2 separate regions of the Hordeum vulgare genome follow, and region 2 is linked to region 1. The links are chromatin contacts, called in public Hi-C maps. All regions are on one chromosome and are shown on one strand. Each heading gives the region's core, a stretch centred on a gene start, on an enhancer-like site or on the middle of the called end of the contact. The rest is flanking DNA. Distances are from core to core; before and after follow the strand shown. Region 1 holds the start of LOC123403537. Region 2 holds the start of LOC123402020.

Region 1 (3,885 bases), core at 280-2,779:
CAGACGTACGTGGGAGGGGAGAGGAAAAAACCCTGGAACGGAAGCTACCAAGTCCTCCTTAAGACTAGAGATTTGCGTCCACATGGAAAGTTCTGATCAGTTTAGATTTGGTCTGAAGATATTGATTAAAGATTGATCATAATTGATTCTTTCACATGGAGATATTACTAAATAGCTTGCGTCCACATGAAAAGTTCTAATCCATCCACATTTGGTCTTCAAAGATTGATTGAAGATCAATCATTACTGATTCTTTCCCATGAAAGTATTACTAAATAACTTGCGTCCATATGGAAAATTCTAACCCGTTCAAACTTTTTTTATGGTGTGAGAAGCTCGGCGAGAAACAACCAGATGAATAAAACCCAAGGTAAAAGGGGGTTGGGAGGTGACGTAAAAATAAACCGTGGAGGAGAAGCTACAAAGTCTCCCTTTAGGAGTAGAGATAGATGGTGATGAAAGGAGAGACGAAAAAACCCAGACAAAGGTGAAAGATGAGGCGGAAAATCCGTGAAACAAAGACTACCAAGTCCTCCTTTAGGAGTAGGGATTAATGGCTCGCTTTCATAATTGATTTGGTCTGAAAAATCCCTATTTAAACAAATTAAATTAATTGTTTGTTTGGCTAATTAACTGCATTAGTGACTTGATTTTTAAAATGATCTAGTGTTTGGTTTCCAAATTATTTTGCATTGATGACTGGATACCAACGAACAACGTACGAACCCTCTTTAGGAGTAGAGAAGATAATCGCGTCCACAGTCGAGGACGACGCCTTGATCCACGCTCTCACATTCTCGAGCATCGCGTCAGTGTCAGGCCCGACCACAACATCCTCTATGGTGTCGCGCACGGCGTCCCTCTATAGGGACACACAGATGCATACACATAACAAAAAGATATATATTTTTTATTGTATTAGGAAACTTGTGGTTGTCAATTAATGGCACATTGTGCAATTAGCTATTTGTTATTGAGAATTGTCTAATTTTGTTTTGAAAGGTTATCGAGAAAATATTATGTCTCTCTTTTAAAAAGGCGATCTCATATGTGGTGTAATTTCTGAATTTTGAATTACTTATTATTTAAGTGATTGAATTAAAGCAGCACCCGCCAAAGCAATCATGAAATAAGATCTCTTCTTTAATGTGATTTATTTTTTTAGTGAAAGGGATAAAATCCAGTGGTGGAAGGTAAGACGAAAAAAAATATAAAGTTAAAAGGGAAGACGGAAAAAATCCGATAAAAGCCGGCTACTAACTCCTTCTTTAGGAGTAGAGATTACTGTGAATTGTGATCTCTTCTTTTAATCTACAAATTTACCGGCTGCCTAATCATTTTTTATATTTTTCTGAGCTATCTAATCATCTCTTTTCAACTTCGCTGCTACGTTTCAATTCATTTTGTTTTTCTTTGAGCGGTAGTATGTTTCAATTCGGATGATCTAAACCTGGTCGGCCTATACAGCTACATGTACTTCCGCTCGGCCCATCCCCACATGTGCAGCAAACCTTAAAATTTCGCCCACCACTAAAAGAAAAAAGAATGTGCCCGGCTTGGAATCGGAGCAGCGCGGCCTGACGTGCAGCCGTAGGTGCGGTCGACCTCCCCACGCCGGCCACCGGATCCGCCATCGCTCGATCCGACCTCCTCTCTGGTTCTTCGCCCCACGGAGCAGCGGTGCCCTGCAGCGAGGTGCTTCCCTCCATTCTATCTCCACTCTTCTCCCGTTCCCTCTCTGCGAGCTTTACCCAGAGCGGACACCCCTCTCCGGCTCGGAAATCGACGGCGACTACGGCGGCGGCCGGCAGCCCTCCTTAATCCCCCGCCCCCCCATCACTTCTCCTTTTTAACCAGTTGTTGATTCCTCATATAGTAGAACTAATTCGTACTTTAATTGCTTCATGGACCTTGATTTCCATTTATAAACTTATTATTGTTCTCTGGAAATTCTGCGGCTGCCACTGGCCATTGCGGTGCCCACACGTTTGATTGACCTGTATGGACTATGGATTGTCTAGACTCCAGAGGCTGGTGGGAATTCCTTATTTGGAGTGAGACGAGTATTAGAGTTGTTCATTGAAATAACACGTCAGTATGTGCGAGCAGTAGGTATTTGTTGAAATGCCCCAGACGAGTTGCTTTTGGAGGATCCGGCTCCTACTATTTCTGGGCTGTGTAGGTAGATCCGTTATCATGGTTGTTCAACAAACATAACTAAGATTTTTACAGTACGATAGAAATGTGTTGTTCTAGATAGGCTATTGAGTATCAAGCACTATAGTAATCTGTCAATAACACAATGCTATTTCCCCGAGTGTAACCTGTGCATCTTTTACTCGTTGCTGCGTGTCGAGTTGGACATGGCTCACAAGTTTGAGTGGCTGACCATCATTAGCTGATTTCATTCCTGAAGAGCATAGGCACTCTGGGTGTTATTCTTGAGAACATCAAAATGTATTATCGATGCATAATTTCCATTATAGAATGGGTAATGTCTGGTGAAGCAATATTTCTGATGCAGAAGCAGTGGCATTTCTGTGTATACAGTATACTTGTTTATTTTTTATTGGTGAATATTTTTTAACCTTTCTTAGGATTTATCTGACACAAATGCCTAATTGTACATCTTGCAAGTGCCCAAATACCTTTATAAGAACTATAACTTGCTGCTTATATATCCATTCTTCTTGAATATTCAGTGTGACAAGAGGATCCAAATGGCATAATCACAGCTATCTATTAAGGTGTTCTCCGATGGCTCAATTCCTGGATTTACGGGCTTTTATTTTGCGTGCGCGTGTCCTCAAATTTTATAGGCAGGCACTGCGTATGACTCGCCGAGCCCCTGAACATGCTCGTGGTATGTCATTTGTAAACCTTGCTCTTCTATCTGCTGTGTGCTGTTATCTTTAAAATTTTCTAATTATGTTTGTCGTTCTTTGTCCAGATGAGTTGAGGCAGACAGTACGGGCAGAGATTGAAAAAAATCGCCATTGTGATGATAAGCAAAAGATTAAGTTTTTAATTAGTGAAGGACTACAGAGATTGAAGGGTCTTGATGAGATGCTTGACATGACAGGAAACGGATAATCTGAGCTGTATCATGGGGACTGTTTCAATATTCAGTTATGTCCCTTGTATTCATGGAAATAATTGTTTTCACGTGGTTCAGTTTTCACAGACAGCCGAAGCTGAAAACTAGGCGTGCTGGACTTTCCGTGTAAAATCTGTGCAACCTTTTTATTTGAGAATGCAGATCAGGTTAGGTGGGCAGTGATAAAGAGTGGACTTGTGGACAGTTACGGCACAAGGTCCAGATTACTTTTCTTGTAAAACACTGGGATTGGACCTGCACTTTATCGCGACAACCCTTTTGTATTTGTAATTTAGTAGCCTAATGGGTGTTTTCTGTGTGTGGTGTATTTGTGTTCATTGGATTGAAGTCAGATCCCAGAGAGGTTGTACGGTTGCATGCTGGTGTGGCCTGGCCTCTTGTGCCCTTCAGTTATGTCATTGCTTGCAGTCATTTGTGGTAGGTTCTAGCCTTTGAATCATCACATTTACAGGCCTATCGTGTATGCAAAGTATTTCCATATTCAGAAATGTCGTAATTAGTTTGCCTGTGAAATCTGCTTATCAAAGGATGCAATGCTGGGAATCTTCTGCAACGACGGCAGTTGGTTTTGTTGTTCTTTGTACCATTATCAGATCAGGAAATTCTAGCTTCTACTGCATATATTGTATCATACATGCATGAATTAGAGCATTTGACACTATGTAAATTTTGCAGTAGTTTGCTGTAAGAGGATACCACAAAATCCGGAAATTACTTATTTTAGTTGGATTCCTTGCATAGTGCTGAATGACTAACTGCATAAGTGA
Region 2 (3,853 bases), core at 386-2,885, 140 kb before region 1:
GCTGCCTACACCTGAGATGCGGCTGGCATGTGGGTCCACGGCGGCCCCACAGCACGCGAAATACAGCGCGGGATCTAGCTTTTGTGTTGTGGCATGTGAAGAAAGCTAGCATCCCCGTCAGCTCCACGGGATTGTTTATCTGTCCGTGTGTTTGTTTATGCAGTGGTTTGGTTTGCACACAAAGAAATGTGGCTGCTACGGCCACGGGCCAATGCATCGGCCCCATGTTACTTCCTCCTCAAAACATGGCATGCAGATGCAACGCACTGTGCACATCCCCAAAGGCCAAAGCTGTCAAGCAAGATAACATAACGTGCCCTCCTGAAGAAACCCAAAAGACTGCGCATTGACAAGTTAGTTAAGTTATTAATCATCAGCAGAGGAAACCAATTAGTAGTACTAGTACTATTAGAATTCGTTTCACACACCGGGATCAACCTCTTGGATGCGTGTCACCGGCTAGCTAGCCAGCTAGTCACCCAACGGCCCCGTTCGTATGGTGTGTGTGTGTGTGTGTATCCTAGTTTGGTGATGCAATTTCGTCGTTTGTACATACACCTGGCGTGCTACGGACAACGGATCTAGTCTAGCCAAGCTGCGGACGGATCGCGTCATGCGTGCGTCCGCTTCGATCATGATTGCTGCGGGGGTTTCCGCGTACGTTACTGTTGCGGTTTGCGGTCAATCATTCATAGATAGAGGTTGGCTCACCGTCCATTCGATCCGCGTCGACGTTGTATATGTACGTAAGGTGATGATTGCGCGGCCTCATCATGGCACGTAGGAATAGGATTCATCAAACTTAACAACCAATGTCAAACTAAATAAATGCATTGATTAACAGACAGGAGCTGATCCCCTCAGAAAAAGAAAAATAACACAAACAGGAGCTGATAACCGCTGTAGGTTCAACTGCGGCCACGTACTTATTGAGGCGTAGGCATATTTTTCCAAGAGAGGCCGATCCGATGCCCGTTGTTAACCACCTGACGGTTATGAGTGGTAGCTAGCCTCAAGTGCGTAGATGTTATATTCAGACCCAGTTCAAGAAAATTCATGTGCATCAACGTCTTTTACGACCGTCCGCTCGGCTGTTCCCTTCACCACAGCCAGGTCACCATACGAGAGGATTCAGTTCCGAACCACCTGAAAGTGAAAGGGACACTAATGGCAATCACCTCAAAGGCAGCGATCAGAGAGCATTGCAAAGCTGAACCACCTGCATTTCAAGACCATGCACTGCTAATTCGCACCTCCAAATTAACACCGTGCTATGCGATCATACATCCCTACACTACATGTGCAGATAGACGCACGTACCACCACATGATCACGATCGAACTTATCCGGATGGCAAGAGGGAACATGGGAGGTCATTGTTGTGGCCAAGGCCAAGGGCAAGTCCGTGTCAAACTGCGCCATCGTAACCAGAACGTACGTACATCCACCGTAGGCTCCACGACCACGGGTGGTCGAGTTGGAGTCTCCATCGCGCTGTGATAACACGTTACTTGCAAGGGCCTCACACACACCCATGGATCGATCGTCCCGATGACCGCGAGCGAGAGGGACAGCCATGTGAGGCACCCGTTTCTCTCTTCAACTGCCATGGCAATATCTCTCGGTCCCATGATTGTTTAGGGTCTTAAAAAAGCCAGAGCATTTGTTTACCATTCCGTAAATCTACTACCAGTAGGGCTAGTGAGGGAGCCAGGCCCCTCCCGGGCGCTGGCCCACCGGTCAGGGACCTGAGCTGGTGTGCTTGGAGACAGTTGGGGCTGCTTGGCTCACCAAAGGGCAAGGCAAGGCAAGGCAACCCCTAACCAGTATATAAGCATGTTAGCATGTCACATTATTCGACAGCCCGCACATTCATTCACTTTGCCATTGCTTCAGCCTTTCTGCTGTAGCTTGCAAGGAACGTCGGAGGAGGAACAAGGACTGAGTGCTACCGCTACTGGTCTACTACTACTGCTGCTACTTGCCCGGCCGGCGGACGGACACCGCGCCAGCGCTTGCGGGTGGCCACCGATCGCATCGCGGCAAGATCGATGGCGACCAGGTGCTTCTTCCCCAGGGACGCGGTGGCCGGGCGGCACCAGTCCAAGGCGGCCGAGGAGGCGCTCGAGCAGCTGCACCACGGGGGGCGCGTCCTGTCCCGGGAGGAGGTGGGCGGCGCGGTGCGCGTCAAGATCGTGGTCAGCAAGCGCGAGCTCAAGAAGATGGTGGCCGCCCTCGGCACCGGCGCCGAGGCGGCGGCGGCGGCGTCTGCGGACCGCCGCAGCCGCCAGCGCGCGGCGGGCGGCGGCGGCGCCACGGACGCCGAGCAGAGGCTGCAGTCGCTCCGGCGGCGCAGCATGCGGAGGGCCGCCGAGGAGACCAGGCGGATGCAGGCGAGCGGGGAGTGGGAGCCCGGCCTTCAGAGCATCCCCGAGGAAGTTTACTGAGTTTATTACTAGCGGTTTAGTAGAGATTGCGCGTCGTCGGTGATGGTTGATCGCTTTACTAATTATAAGGTTGGGTTTTGATCACCTCCTGCTAAAATGCTACCCGTAGATGTATGTGTACAGTGCCCTTGATTTCTTCCTCTTCCCTTAACTACGAGGGTTCAACTTCTGCCGGTTAACCCTCCTCTCCTTCCTCCATCAGTTTGTGCCATTTTTTTTTCATGTGAAATTTTGGAATGAGAAATGAGAGATGATCTGGCCACACACAGTGCATGGGCTGCATTATAATCTCAAATGCTTCTGCTATTTCTTACTCCTCGTTTTTAGATACACTCATTTCCCCCCGCAAAAAAGAAAAAAATACACTTATTTCAGCGACGGTTAATTTCGGACGGAGATTGTACGTGTGGGTAAATTCAGTCACGCAAGTGCCGCCGCTGTCAGGTTAAAACTAGTGAACTGTTGGTTCGTGGCTTGACTGTGCCTACTTTGGCTGCCTTTTTAGCTGTTGTGTTCTTTTGCCTTTCGGTTGGGCGCGGAACATAATCGAAAAGTATTAACGAGTCGTTAGGAGAAGCGGTGCCAAAGATTCCATCGCACATGGCCAGATGTGTGTCACATTAAAGAAACCATCTTCCCTTGTTGTTCCTGCTATCCATTACTCCCTCCGTTCCTAAATATAAATTTTTTAAACGATTTTATTATATGTCTACATACGAAGTAAAATGATTGAATGTACACTCTAAAGTATGTCTATATGCATATGTAGTTCACTAGTGAAATGAAATCTCTATAAAGACTTATATTTAGAAACGGAGGAAGTAGTTGCAGGCGGTTTTGCATTGTTGTGGCTGCTGTAGCCGCTGTGGAGGGTCGTTTTCTCCTCCTTGTTGATGCATTTTTGCCAACAAAATAGAGTAAGCTGCTGCATAACCTCTTCCTTTTTCTGAATTCGCAGCCAGGGCACAAAGGCATGTTTGTGAATCAGCGGGTGTAACTTTTCGTTTCTTGCACAACACAAGCAAGTATTGTTATAAAAAAAAACACAAGCAAGTATTTCCTCTCTTACTAAATATTTATTGAAAACACTAATACAAATATCGTAACTGTCAAAAGCTTGCATGTCCAAATAAATAATAAATAAATTCAAAGGTCTTGGCTATGCAAAAGACTAAAGTGTGTCATTTTAGCTTAGTAACAAAAACATTTTTAAAAAGTAAAATGGCATAAGATTATAGACTGTCTCGATGTACTTTCTTTCATAAATCGTAGACAAATGTGAAAAGCTTTACACGCATCCGGACGACACTCAAACCCGCGTGTGACCGTCCTGGCCCACAAAACCCCCTTCCCTTGCCCGCGCACGGTTCCCTTCCGAAACGGTCAGTGACGCTACAGTGTTTGTA

Evidence for each region. Hi-C and Micro-C count contacts between places; a contact is called where the count stands out from the background.
Region 2: a Hi-C map of seedling shows a contact between it and region 1, with 5 times the contacts expected there. The contact joins the promoter of LOC123402020 here to the promoter of LOC123403537 in region 1. A contact is called at or near these places in 3 of 6 Hi-C or Micro-C datasets (leaf and seedling) and 1 of 1 datasets of contacts at active chromatin or transcription factors (embryo).

What each region holds. Positions count from the first base shown.
Region 1 is chr6H:424,162,338-424,166,222 of MorexV3_pseudomolecules_assembly, reverse strand. LOC123403537 reads left to right here and starts at 1,529. Exons shown (of 3, transcript XM_045097468.1): 1 at 1,529-1,695; 2 at 2,703-2,863; 3 at 2,951-3,538. The coding sequence starts at 2,758. The coding sequence ends at 3,093.
Region 2 is chr6H:424,305,568-424,309,420 of MorexV3_pseudomolecules_assembly, reverse strand. LOC123402020 reads left to right here and starts at 1,635. Exons shown (of 1, transcript XM_045095873.1): 1 at 1,635-2,711. The coding sequence starts at 2,052. The coding sequence ends at 2,447.